Linked DNA regions of Zea mays: region 1 is linked to region 2. A link is a contact called in public Hi-C data. All regions are on one chromosome and are shown on one strand. Each heading gives the region's core, a stretch centred on a gene start, on an enhancer-like site or on the middle of the called end of the contact. The rest is flanking DNA. Distances are from core to core; before and after follow the strand shown.

Evidence for each region. A called contact is a pair of places that touch in the nucleus more often than the background predicts.
Region 1: a Hi-C map of leaf shows a contact between it and region 2, with 4 times the contacts expected there. The contact joins the enhancer-like site here to the promoter of LOC100193159 in region 2. A contact is called at or near these places in 2 of 25 Hi-C or Micro-C datasets (both in leaf).

Annotation. Positions count from the first base shown.
Region 1 is chr1:245,932,374-245,939,356 of Zm-B73-REFERENCE-NAM-5.0, reverse strand. No RefSeq gene overlaps it. Among protein-coding and RNA genes, the nearest start is that of LOC100381588, 97 kb to the left of the region's middle. Within about 2 kb of position 2,411, at least 18 of the 20 cell types and tissues checked have an H3K27ac peak or open chromatin away from gene starts, as enhancers often do. A contact at or near this core is called in leaf, where this site is marked.
Region 2 is chr1:245,658,304-245,665,679 of Zm-B73-REFERENCE-NAM-5.0, reverse strand. LOC100193159 reads left to right here and starts at 4,173. Exons shown (of 7, transcript NR_153803.1): 1 at 4,173-4,385; 2 at 4,496-4,859; 3 at 5,715-5,801; 4 at 6,145-6,257; 5 at 6,344-6,620; 6 at 6,723-6,769; 7 at 6,857-7,262.

The DNA of each region.
Region 1 (6,983 bases), core at 1,162-3,661, 280 kb before region 2:
GAGATACAAAATCTCGTTGATGTGCCATTATTTTTACCGAGTTATCGAGAAGCGTGCAAGCTTTTCCCCTAATCCTTATTGGAGCCCCATGCAAAAGAATGCCCATGCGAGAGCCAAGCTCTAGTTAGGTAAATCCATGAGTAGCCCTAGGCCTTCTTCACACGCATGTGGTGCTTCAGTTTTGGCCCCTCCCAGATGTTGTCAATCGTCTCTAGTATAGAGTTTTCGACTAAAACATTACGGACCTTGTTAGGTGGCAGCCACACCATAAACATAGACAGTGCAATCTCGCAAAACTTACAAGCCACATTTGGTACAACTAAAATAACATGTGCAAAGGCATCATGGGATATAATGGTGCATGCAAGCGTCAAGGGGTAGGCGTTGTCTATTCCTCACTTCTAATCACTAGGAAAAACCTAGAGCAAGTGCTAATAGAGCGATCCAACTAATCTAAGCAATTTACAAAGCGCATACATAATCACCGAGTGGTCTTTGAGCACGTGGTGTATAGAACTATAGGAATGGAGTCTCAACTCTAGCGATATTTCTTAGCTCTCACACATCTCAAATGGTCAAATGGGGTGGCATATATAGCCTCCATGTCCAAAACAAGTCGTTGGAAGCAATGCAAGATTTTTTGCATACTTGTCGGACACTACGATGCACTCGACTGATATGTCGATGCATGTCCACATCAGCTAACTATTGAAACTAGCCATTGCTAATTGTTTGAGTAAATACATTTGATGTCATGGCTGGTGCTACACCGGGCACGTCCAGGCATTATACACCTTCTTGGGTTGCTATGCAACCTCTTAAGTACCCTATCCAGTGGAGTATTCCATGGTACACTGGACATGTCTAGTGCCTTATGGACCTCCTCAAACACGCTACATACCTTATCTAAGTGTTATATCTAGTGTCATGTCTGATGCGACGTCTGATGTACTATGTTTTTGTAGCCCTTTCTTTAGCATAGTACAACTCCTATTCGGTGCCTCACTGGAGACATCCAGTGCTGCTAAATAGATTGTTTTTATTAATTTCTTCTCGTCTCTTTGTATGACATTCTTTCATGTTATGTCTTGGACTCTTGCAATGATCTTTGTAGGTCTTCCATGAGTTTTCTGACATCTACTTGATGTGTTGATCTTCTCGATCATCGCATCTCCTCGTCCAAGTCTATGTTGCACCTAGAGATGGCAATGGGTATATACTCGTCGGGTAGTAGCATTCCATACACATACCCTCAAACAAAATTGTACTTGTCAGGTTACCCTATACGTTCGCGGGTATTGAATCTTACCTGTACCCATACCCATACCCCACACGGGTAATTTTACCCATCGGGTAACCTATACCCACTAGGAAAGTCCCAGATTCTAATATTACAGTCACTTAAAATGTGAAACAAACATATAAAAATAAGTTCAACTTCAAATATAATAAACTATATGATTACATAACTTGTAATTTAATAAACTACAGTCGAACAAGGATTTTCTTTTAGCTAATATAAGCTTTAATATATGATAATAGTGGTATGATGCGGGTATATTTTACTCGTGGGTATAAGGGTATGGGTAGTACCGACTCGTACACATACCGTCGAGATTATTGGCCATTAGCATACCCATGGATAAAGAAATCATCTCATACCCACCTTTATGTCAGGTAAAACGCGTCGAGTATTGAGGTTTTGGGTACACATTGTCATCTTGCACCATTTAAAAAATAGCCAAAAAATACTATCAAATAATATTGCTCTAAATGGTTACATTGATCATCAAACACTAAAACTTTATAGTTAAGTGGATCTCGCTCCATTTTTCTTGCAAAGTAGAATGTTGATAATATCCTGCAACATCAGTCCCAATAATTAAAAAAAAGATTTGGTTAGTGGTGACTAGGGATATATACAGTATCGGCGAGCCGTTAGAGATGCTAAGAAACGAAGAGAGTTTAACCCCGTTTCCTAGTTGGACATAAACTCAATGGAATGCGCCGACACCTAGGCGCGGCGGAAGCGAAAGGTACAGATCACAGATGGCGATAGAGCGAGAGACTACTAGTAGCTCTCTAGTCATCTAGTGGATCGGATCGGATTGGATCGGCCACTGCCCAGTGCCCACTGATACGTACAGATGACTGCAACTAACGATCCGGCTGGGCCCCGCTCCTGCTTTTACCTTGGTTTCGTCGTGATGATACCGCCACTGGCCTGGCCCCCCTCTGCACTGCAGCCTTCTTAGCTTCTTCAACCTCGGTACCTTTGCCTTCCTTCCCCTTCCATTCCCTGCTGTCATTCCCAATCCCACCCTTTCGTCGCACATGCATGCAGTGCAGTGTAGAGCGGGCACCATGGACCACCCCAATCTGCCTTGCTTGCACTCGCAGCAGCGACTAGGCCCGGCCGGCCCCCCACGCGTCCATTCCATCTATCTATATGATCTACGCCTTCCTGTTGGGGCCCTCCCTACCCCTCGACCACCGTACCCGGCCCTTTCCTTTCGGCCGCGGAGACATTGAGCATGTCGTGATCGGGAGCCAGCACCAACAACAGCAGGGAAAAGAGTAGCACGCAATCATCGCATCATGCTTGCTACTAATGGAAAGCCTACCCTAGGGAACATGGCCATGTAGCTCACCAGGCCGAGGCGCGAGGGCCATTTCCAGCATCCCCGTCCAATAATACAGTACACACCCGCCCAATTCCTGTCACATTCAGCCCACAAGGCCCAGCGACGATGAGAAACCCACCCTCGCCCACAGCACTGGCACTGGCAGCACATTTGCCATGAATCAATCAATTCCATGGAGGGCACGAACAAGCATACCAGATGATGCGACGCTGGGCAACCTAATTCCAAATTTCCATCCACAAACGTTACAGCAGCCAAATCCACTCACCTCTAAAAAAATACAGCAAGCAACCGGATGGTGGTACAACACTTGCCCAGTTTTGATTGTCTTTCCAACACCCGGCTATTCCATGCAACAGATTCTCTTCTCTTCTCTTCTCTTCTTCATTCATCCGACTATGGTGCGCTTCCTACCCCGTTGCCTCACTGTAAACAAAAAAGATCGATTGCAAAGAGTGGATAAAAAAAAGGTCATCCTTCACACGTCAGCACAGCTACGTTGTCAGACCTCGCCGGAGAAGCAACCTCCAGTTGCCGGCGAGCTCACCCTGCTGGTCACAGAAAAGACTCACGCACACACACACGAACACAAGTAGGCACACTCTGATTTGGTGCTGTGAACAACCAACAGCTTTTCTGACTCTATTTCTCTGTATATATAGAGACGTGTACAGACCATGAGATTACAACCCGACAGTTTACCGCTTAAAGAAAGGAAAAAGAAATGTGGGGCACGATTACCCTGATTTGCACGCCATGCCCCTCATCGTTGAGTGCCATCCCACTCACCTCAGTCTCAGCGTGCGACGCGCCGGTCGTGCGGACTGCGCACACGATCGCACGACCAGGCTCTCCCTTTGTGCATGGCTAACAGAAAGCTCCTATAACAATGTGACGCTAACTGACAAACTAACTACAGGCACAAGTATTATTTGACAAATCTCCTCCTAAGACTTGTGCACTGATTTACCTACAGAGACTGAATGCCAATTTTGGAGCAGAGTTCTCTGAACTTCAGTTTGCCGAGAGGCTTTGTTAGGATGTCTCCAAGCTGATCCTCTGTCCTGATGAACCTCACTTCAATTTGGCCTGAATTTGCATACTCCCGGATCAAATGGAATCTTGTATCAATATGTTTTGACCGGTCATGATGCACTGGATTTTTTATCAAAGAAATGGCAGACTTGTTGTCTACCCTTAACACCGGCTTGCTCACAACTGAATCTGTAATTTCAGCTAGCAGCCGAGCTAGCCAAACAGCCTGACAAGCAGCAGTAGCAGCTGATATATATTCAGCCTCACAGCTTGATAATGCCACTACCTTTTGCTTTGTTGATTGCCAGCTAATTGGACTGTTGCCTAGGAAGAAAAGGACTCCAGTTGTGCTCTTCCTCTCATCCAAATCACCGGCAAGGTCACTGTCACTGAAGCCCAACAATTCAGTTTTCTTTTCATTCTTCCTAGGGTAGAAAAGGCCCCAACTCCTTGTTCCAGCTATGTATCTGAGAATCTGCTTCACAGCTGCAAAATGCTCCATGTGGGGCTCCTCCATAAATCTACTCACATACCCAACTGAAAAAGCCAAATCAGGTCGGGTATTGACCAGATACCTCAATTTTCCCACCAAGCTCCTGTATTCTGTTGCATCTACACAGGGGCTGTCATCCTTCCTGCTCAGCTTCAGCTTTGCCTGCATTGGTACATCACACGAGTTGCAGTCTGCAAAACCACTTAGATCTAGTATCTTATTAGCATACCTCTCTTGAGAAAGGGTAATTCCCAGCTCATCCTGCTTCACTTCAATGCCCAAGTAATATGATAGTAAACCAAGATCACTCATCTTAAATACCTTGGTCATTTCAGCCTTGAAAGTCTGGATGTTGCTGCTGCTAGTGCCTGTGATCACTAGATCATCTACATAGACACCTACAACTAGTCTCTCTGCACCTTCTCCTCGACAGTAAATAGCATGCTCAGATGGACATCTAGTGAACCCCAGAACACCCATTTTTTCATCCAGTTTTTGATTCCAGGCACGGGGAGCTTGATGCAAACCATAAAGAGCTTTGTGTAGTCGGTATACCTTGTGTTTCTGTCCTGGTTGAGCAAATCCAGGCGCTTGCTGCACATACACCTCCTCCTGGAGGTCGCCGTTCAAGAACGCCGTCTTGACGTCCATGTGATGGACTTGCCATCCCTCCTGCGCTGCCAACGCTAGTAGCAGCCGCACCGCTTCCAAGCGAGCGACCGGTGCAAACACCTCATCGTAGTCGATTCCTTGGCGCTGAGCGTAGCCTTTTGCGACAAGTCGTGCCTTGTGCCGTACCACGGCACCGTGTTCATCTTTCTTGACCTTGAATACCCACTTGAGCCCAATGGCTCGCTGCCCAGATGGCAACTCAGTGAGTGTCCAAGTGTGGTTGTCCTCTATGGCGCGCAGTTCCTCCTCCATCGCTCGTCGCCAGCACGGGTCTTGCCCAGCATGTGCAAGCGACCCAGGCTCCTCCGCACTCACTGCAAAGAGTTGCTCGTTGTACAGTACGCGCACGGCGTACCCAGGTGGCGACGCAGCTCCGGTGACGTCCTCCACTGTTCGGAACCGCAGTGGTGCGTTGTCGTCGTGGTCGGCGTCCAGGTCTTCGTCTAACGCAGCAGGTGGTGTGGCGAACTGCACACCCGGAGAAGCTACTCCGGCCTCCCCTGGTGTTCCTAGTGGCGTCATATGCTGCAAAGCAGCCACCGGTGCCCCCGCCTGGGCACCTCCTGGCCCCGCCACCACCTGAAATTGGATGGTGAACGTGTCGTCGCCGCCATGATCCGCGCCAGTGCCGGTCTTAGCTCCCTCTGACCAGTCCCACTGGGCGGACTCATCAAAGACCACGTCGCGCGTCACGTGCACGCGCTTAGTGGCCGGATCGTAGGCTCGATATGCCTTAGACCCGCGCTCGTACCCGACGAAAATCATCTTGCGGCCACGATCCTCCATCTTCTTCAGGTGCGGTGTCGTATTCTTAACATAGACAATGCACCTGAAGGTCTTCAGGTGGTGTACTGCCGGCTTCTTCCCGTACCATGCCTCGAATGGAGTCTTGCCTTCTACTGCCTTCGTCGGTACCCGGTTCAGGAGATGCACGGCAGTGTTCACCGCCTCTCCCCAGAACCAAGCCGGCAGCCCCTTTGCCTTGAGCAGACAGCGTGCTGTGCCTGCCACCATGGCGTTCCGGCGCTCGACGACGCCGTTCTGTTGTGGGGAATACGGCGCTGTCAGCTGCCGGTGCACGCCGTCCGCCGCGCAGTACTCCATGAACTCTTTGGATGTGAACTCGCCACCACGATCCGTCCGGAGCGCCAGCAGCTTGCAGCTGGACTCAGCTTCTGCACGTGCCTGGAACTCCTTGATGGCAGCCGCCGCTCGATCCTTGGACCGCAGCAGCGTCAGCCACATGTAGCGACTCCGATCGTCGACGAGAAGCAGGAAGTAGGTGTTCCCGCTTGGTGTCGCCGGTGTCACGGGTCCACATAAGTCCCCGTGCACCAGCTCCAGTGCGCGGTCCGCCCGCCACTGTGTCTGGTCAGGGAACGCCGTCCTTCGCTGCTTGCCGGCGAGACACGCCTCACAGAGTTGGTCCACCTGCTCGATGGAAGGCAGTCCACGAACGAGCTCCTCCCACGCCATCTTCCTCAGCGCCGGCATGTTGATGTGGCCGAGCCTGGCATGCCACCGCCAGGCACTTTCTTCGCCGCGCGCTGCCAGGCACACCGGTCGTGCCACGTCGACGTTGAGCACATACAGCCGGTTGCCTGCGCGTGGGATCCTCGCCAGCAGTCGCCCCTCAGGCTCCCGAATCTCCATGCCACCGCGCCAGAGGTGGACGTCGTAGTCGGCCTCCTCCAACTGGCCGAGGCTCACGATATTCGCCGTGAGTCGCGGGATGTAGTAAACGCCGGTGAAGGAGCGATGCTCGCCATTCTTGCACTTGAACAGCACGGTCCCGCGCCCTTCAATCTCCGCCATGGAGTCATCGCCGAACCGCACCGACCCAGACACTGCCGTGTCCAGATCTGCGAACGCCGCCCGAGACCCCGTCATGTGGTTCGTGGCCCCGGTGTCGCAGATCCAGGACCTAGGGTCCCGCTGCTCCTTCGCGCCGAGCTGCACGAACACCTTTCCCTCCTGTAGCTGGATCCGCCCATCAGTGCTCGCCGTCGTGGCCTCCTGCGATGACCAGCTCGCCACTACACTGGGCGCGCCGAGGACCTCATCATGCGGAGGTGGAGAGTAGGGGCTCGATGGGGATGAGGTGCGCGACGGGGCTGGAGACACCGGTGGCGGCGCAG
Region 2 (7,376 bases), core at 2,924-5,423:
ATCCCAATCCACAGGAGGAGTCGGCGAAGATGGCGTCTCCTGACCTGTAGATGGGGGAGCCAGCGAAGCTGGCATCACTCGACCCATGGGAGGGAGATCTGGTGGGCCCCCCCATGCTGCAGGGGGAGGAGCCAGAGTGAAAGTCGCCTAAAGGGGGGTGAATAGGCGAAACCTGAAAATTATAAACTTTGAACACGCACTATACCCGGGATTAGTGTTAGAAATAATTTGGAGTGCGAAAGATAGTTTCTCTTGCAATGAGCTGCTCAATTAATGCGGATAACTTTGGGAGCAAACTCAAAACGATGTGAGCAAGAGAACTTTAGAGAGAGAGGAGAAACAAATCGAGTGATGAAGATCAACACAAATGAACATGGTGATTTGTTTCCCGAGGTTCGGTTTCAAAGAACCTAGTCCCTATTGAGGAGGCCACAAAGGCCTGGTCTATTCCAACCCTTTTCCTCTCTCAATCGGTCACTTAGACCGGTTGAGTGCTTCTACTTAATCACACGGGTCACTAAGACCCCTCAAGGATCACCACACAATTAGGTGTCTCTTGCTTGCTTTACAATTCACTAAAAAAGTTGAGAAAGAGATGAAGAAAGCACAATTATGAAAACCAAGAAACAAGAGCGACAAATAACACACGGATCACTTCTCTCAAGTCACTAAGCACTAATGATCACTTGTCTTAATTGTGGGGCTTGGAGAGATTGGAAGCTTTGAATGTGTCTTGGAATGGATTGCTAGCTCTTGTGTTGAATGTGAATGAGTAGAGTGCTTGGATCAAGTGAATGGAGGTGGTTGGGGATGTATTTATAGCCTCCAACCACTTTCTAGTCGTTGCTCCTTTTCTGCCGACCGCGGACGATCCGCGCCCCCTGTCCGGACGGTCCGCCCCTGCACATCAACGGCTGGAATCGCAACGATCAGCAGTAACGGCTATATCAACGGCTATTGTGCATTTAATGCGTCGTCAGATGTCAAATAAAGTAGTCGTGGATGGTCTGGCCGTGCACCTCAGACGGTCTGCGAGGACGCTAAAATGCATTTTACCGAACCCGTCACCTTCGGGTTTTTTGGTTTTTCAACAACCGGACGGTCCACGTCTGAGGCTGGACGATCCGCGCTTGGTCTCGGACGGTGCTCGCTTCTCCTTCAGATGGTCCGTAGTATTAACTTGTGTTTTTGCAGTGTTCTTGTCCGAGGCTCACCCTGGTGTCGCGGACGGTTCGCCGCAAGGGCCCGGACGGTCCGCGCATAGGTGTTTTTCCAAAAAGCTTCTCCTGTCGAGACAGTCGACTTATAGTAGTTGTAGATGAACTTATCCACCTGACAAATGATCAACTGGGTGAAGCCTTGGGCTCCTCTATTTATAACCTCAAGGAGGGCTCCCAGAGCGCCGTGGTTTGTCACGTATGGGAGCTAAGATGTGTCCGAGCCCCTGTAGCCGGTATGGACTTTGGTATGGCCTTTGTACCTGCTATTGATTTGAGCTAGGAGGAGGACATCTGGTCCCTGTATTTGCATCTTTGACCGAGCAGAGAGCCGAGGGCAAGGTCTGGGGCTCAATCGCGTACCAGAGCTTGTCTGGAGAACATATTGTCCTAGTCGTAGTGGTTGAAACAGTGATAAGTATGGCAAAAAGCACTTAGTATCTTGACGTCGGCTATGTAGCTTCTGGTTACGTTGGGCATCCTTTTGTCAATACTATCAAGGCCGAAGCCACGCTCGGGCGAGAAGAAAGTCTTCCCGAGGTCATGGCCAAGCCTACTCTAGGACATGCAGCCGTGCAGGGAACAATTCAAGGAGTGGCCTCCTGCAGGATTCATAGGGGGCAGTTGACCGAGGCCGAGCTTGAGCGAGGCAGAGTTTTCTCCGAGGTCGAGGCCGACTTTGGGTGAGGCGGAGTTCCCTCCTGAGGGTGAGACTGTGCTCTGCCATACGCACGTCCCATCTGGAGTTGTTTGAACTCGGCAGACGGCGTGGGGGAGCAGTAGCTGTTATTCCCAGGCATGCGTCATTGTAGTCGCTGAAAGTGGAAAGGACCGCGGTTCTATCGCTCACATTCGACTATGGTGTCACATGGGGTAGGTATTCGCATTGAATGCTCACGTCCCTGCAGTTCCCATGACCTTTGACTAAGGCTCGACTCAGGGTTGTCCTTCTGTCCGAGACTGGCTCGGGTGAGGCGGAAACCCCTGTTCCGCGGAGAGGGGACCTCAGGCGAGGCGAGTATTTCCTCGAGCGCTGCCTTTGTCCGAGGACAGGCTCGGGTGAGGCGGAGTTTCGAGCGACCGTCTAGTGGGGTCTTGGGCGAATCGTGGCTTATCCTTTCTTGCCCTCAGGGAATGTGTCTTTTGGTAGTCTAGGTGTTAAGCATGTTTAGGGGCATAATTTGGGTACCCCTAATTACGATACCCGACAAGCCTATATACGATGTTGCTAGATAACATCGTGGTTCTATATCCTGCAGATATCAAACCAGAGCTATTACACCTTCTGTAAGATGGCTTCATCGGGTAGGAGGTGTAGTTGCCCGTCCACCACATACTATATGTTGTGAACTTGTGACATTTGTGTTTTTTGTGAACTCGATATATTGTGAACTTGTTATATTATGTATTTGTGATCTTTGTGAACATGTTATATTGCGAACTTGTGAATTTGTTATATTATGAATTTGTGATCTTTATGAACGTGTTATATTGCGAACTTGTTATATTGTGAATTGTGAATTTATGGTCTTTGTGATCTTCGTAAACTTTGTCGTATTGTGAACTTGTTATACTGAGATATTTTTATATTGATATATTTACTAATTGTATTTTAAATTTCGATCGTTACGAGTGTATTTTCCATACCGAACTTTCGTTTTCGATGTTTCCAATACCGATACCGTTTCCGTTTCTAGAGTTACCGTTTCTGATTTCATTCCCGATAAAAATATGATAACAATAACGGTTTTAGTGTTTACCGACTGTTTTCATCCATACGTACACACCTTCATATGAAAATACATCAACACCCTTGATTGCTATACATATGATATACAAAACATAATTAGGGCAATCTTGTTTTTTCCCACGAGCGTGTCATGTATGTCTTTCCTCTCCTTCGCTTCCACAACACTGAAGTTGAGCTTGGGTCATTCTAGGATGCTTAATCTGGTTCACCCTGCCTCCTCCTTCAGTCCATGGAGGCTTTTGACTGAAGTTTGATTTTTTATTCCTGATATCAAACTTGGAAACAACTAGGGTTTATTAGTTCTGAGGACCTTTGGTGAGGACTCGCTCGCAATAGTGATATGATGCCCCGTGTCTCATGTTGGGCCGGTGATTTGGCGGCAAAGACGAAAGCGAATGTCGATTAATAATAACTAATAGGAAAAAATATTTTTCGTTTAATTTACCCCACCACTCCATTGAGTTGGTTCAATTTACACCTTTACAAAATTTATATTTTTTATTTCTTTATGTACAAACTAAGTTTTCAATTTATTTTTTGTTGGTTAGTAACTAATATCATAATTTAGCCATCAAAATATATTATAAATTTTTATAATTATTTTGATAGGAATCAGATAAGATAATAACATTATTAGTACAAAACTAAATATAAAATAATTATGAATTTTTTAATACATTTTCTATTATGGTGTCTTCAATCACCTCAGAAATTATGAACTTGAAATTTAACTTTTAATTGGATAATTTTTCATCATTATTTTAGGAAATATATTAAGAAATTTTATCATTATTTTATATTTAGTTTTGTACCAATAATGTTATTATATTATCTGATCTCTAACCTATCAAAATAATTATACAATATATATTATATTTTTAGACTAAATTATGCTATTAGCTAATAGCCAACAGAATTTGAATATAAAACTCAGTTTGTACATAAAATGAAAAAAGACAAATTTTGTTAAAGGGTAAATTGAATCAACTAAAAAAAGTGAAGGTAAAAAATGTACTAAAAATACTTTTAAGGATTATGTGAACAATGTTAATAGACGAGGGAAGTAATTTGGATCTTTTCCTAACTAATAACTGTATTGGGAATTGAGATGGGATGGGCCGTGCTCTCAAGTTGGGCTGGGGGTGGTCTGATCCTAACTGTTAGTCAAATGCAACGCCTACCTGTGGCCCACGCCACACGACGACCCCTCAAGTAACCTCGAACTGCATCCGCCAGCACCAGCAACAGCAATGGAGCACACGACGACCCAACACACGGCAGCCGCCGGGGAGCAGGAGAGCCCCCCCACGGCGTTGGCCTTGAGAAGCCTCGCCGACTACACCGTCGGGGCCATCCCCACCCTATTCTATGTCCCCGACTTCATCTCCCACTCCGAGCAATCACAGCTCCTCCACCATGTACTGCACGCATCAAATCGGCAAATCTCGTCTCCTTTTATTCGTTTTTGTTTCTTTCTCTCTCGATCCCACTGTATTTTGACGCGGCGGCGGTGACTTCTTCGGCGCAGATTTACCAGGCACCGGCGCCCAAGTGGAAAACCCTCAAGAACCGGAGGCTACAAAACTGGGGTACTCTTTGTCTTCTTCGCACTTGGTGGTTTTGGCTTGGAGATTGCTTTAGCTTCCTCCTTTCCTTGACACGGTGTCGGATTGAGCAGGAGGAGTGGTGCATGAGAAGGGGCTCCTGCCGCAGGCCTGTGAGTGTGCTCATAAAAGCTTGCAAATTTTAGCTTGGTTTTGTGAATCAAACTGAAGATCAGGCATAGCGTTGCATAACTGAAGTTTGGCCCGTAATCTAATTTTGGTTCCAATGTGCTTGGTTTCAAATGTCTTATCTTGTGAAAATTCAAGTTCAAATTCAAAGAGTAGTAGGTATGCTTGAAGAATAAAATTTTCCTACAATGTGATTGCCAGTAGAACTGTGGGAAGCTCACCAAGTAGTTGGCACTTTTACTGGATAGGATAACTAACACTATTGAGTTGCTGCTTCAACAGCAGATGCCACTTGGTTATTAGGAAGATGTGTTGTAATTTTTGTACAAATCACAAGTCCCACATGATGATCATCATAAACCAGTTATTAATATCATGATGGCAGCTTCATGGATTGGTGGTTATGAGCCATCAGCCAAGTTAGTGGTGTAGCTAAGCAGGGGCTGAATTCCCTAATTATCCTTGGAGCCTGGACTCTATGGAAGCACTAAAATAACTGTATTTTTGATAGGCAGGCTCCAAACCTGAATGTGACTCAAAAAAGCTAATCAAGAGAAGGATGTTTGGGGGCTAGTAGGGGCTATGGAGCTATCCTTCGAACTACCCCTATTCTCGGTCTTTAGTTGAGTTTAGATGGTTGATCTGTTTTTTATCTAGATTCATGGATCCTTTTGTGTATTGGTGTTTTTGGCCACCAGAAGGTGGCTGTGTTAGTTAGTAATCTTTGGTTTGTCTAGCTTAGACTCTTCCTTTTCTCTTAATATAATGATGTATAGTTCTCCTACGTGTTCGAGAAAAAATAGCTTGTCTAGCTTACTTGTTAGCTTAAGCTTTCATAGCAAGTAACACTCTCAAGGGCTTCATCTTGTGAACCATCATAGCTGTCTTCCGCTTGTTTTAGAAAAATTGAGGCACTTCGAGGTTGAGATTATTAGTTATCACCTTGCTTGTCTTGTATCCAGCTTTAAGTGCCTCAGAACATGAAGCTTACCCAAAGGTCTTCATAATGATTAGGAAGTCAGTCAAGGCTGGATGTTTGTTCGAATATTGGATAGGGATTCAGAGAGGTTTACTCCCTTCAAGTTAGAAAAACAAAGAATGGTATGTTTTTGTGGTATTTTTGGGTCAGTCTAGGATAAAGTATTTATGATCCTTCTTTAATTGTTTCAGTTAGCAGATTGTAACATTGAGAACACTATTACTTGTTTTTCTACCTTCTGAAAATACTGAATCTAGCACAACAGAGAGATTGATTTTTTGAGTGCCTGCTATGCCATGATCTTATTGTAATTGATGTCTGTACCGAACGCAACAGTGATACATTTCTTGTTTGGTGGCTAACATGCCTACTAGTTGCATTTCAGTATGCGTGCTTTTATACACTATACTCAAGTACATATCAAATTTAGCATCAAATTGAGCTTCACAGCATGTACTGCTGCAGTGCCTTCATGGCTAACAAGGATAACCGACAGAATCTGCCAGTGGACTGGTTTATTTCCTTCTGCAATCAATCACGTGCTGATAAATGAGTATCATCCTAACCAAGGGATCATGGTTTGCAATCGACAGACCTCTATTGTTTGTTCCTCTGTTTACATATTAAGCATCACCCTTACAAACAATGACTTTGTGCCTTCCAGCCACACCAAGATGGTCCTGCCTACTACCCTGTCGTTGCTATCATATCTCTTGCTTCACCTGTCGTGATTAATTTCACACCCCATCAAAAGCTTAAAGAGCAGCAGGACACTGATCCACAGGACTTACTGGCCCATGAGTTGCCTTCGCCAGCTGAGACAGAGAACAACGGCTCTGGATCACAAGAACGTGGAGCCACAAATGAATCTGATCCTTCATCTTCATCACTTATGCTGATGCCGTGCAGCCTGTTGATATTTAAGGATCAGGCTTATACAGGTTAGATAGATCTTGCAGTTGTTTTCTAATGGGATAGCCAATTAACCATTTTTATTCAAGTGTTTTCATTGTCCCTTATATTTTCTCTCTCTCTCTTTCCAGACTACTTGCATGGCATACAAGATAGTGAGCTACATAATCTGGACAAGGTGAAATAATGATTGATGAATCATTTTATATGTACCCGATGAGCATCTGAACTTATTCAGAGTGCAAAAAAATTTGGCATTGTACAGGTGGAGAATGTGTCTCAGTGCCAAGAACTGAAGCATCTACATTCGGACTCTATCCTAGGGGGCATGAGCATGGAAGAGCATGACACGTTCCGCAGGTCCGCCACAAGAGTCTCGCTTACGTGTCGGTTGGTGCTGAAAGTCCACAAAAAGCTATTCAAAATCTAGAAATTCTGATTATAGCTTGTGATTTAGAATAGGGCTGCCATTATTCTTTGTAAGATATATATAGGTGTTGTGGGAGTTGTTTGGCCAGCATGGTGTCCACAAAACAAAAAAACATTTTCTGGTCAAGGATCCCAAAGAGCTGTTGAGCCCAGTTTCTTAGAAATCGACCAGGAAGCATGGGAAAGGAACAATAAACCATTGGTTATGATGTTCGAGTAGGAGATGATGCTGTTTTCCGTGCAATTCGGGTTTTTTCATTCGTATTCGGACTGTGTGCAGCTGCCTTTCGGACTCTGAAACGGGCGGCTGGCAAACCGAGTGGAAGGGTCTGTATGGTTTTATATCTAAGGGTCAG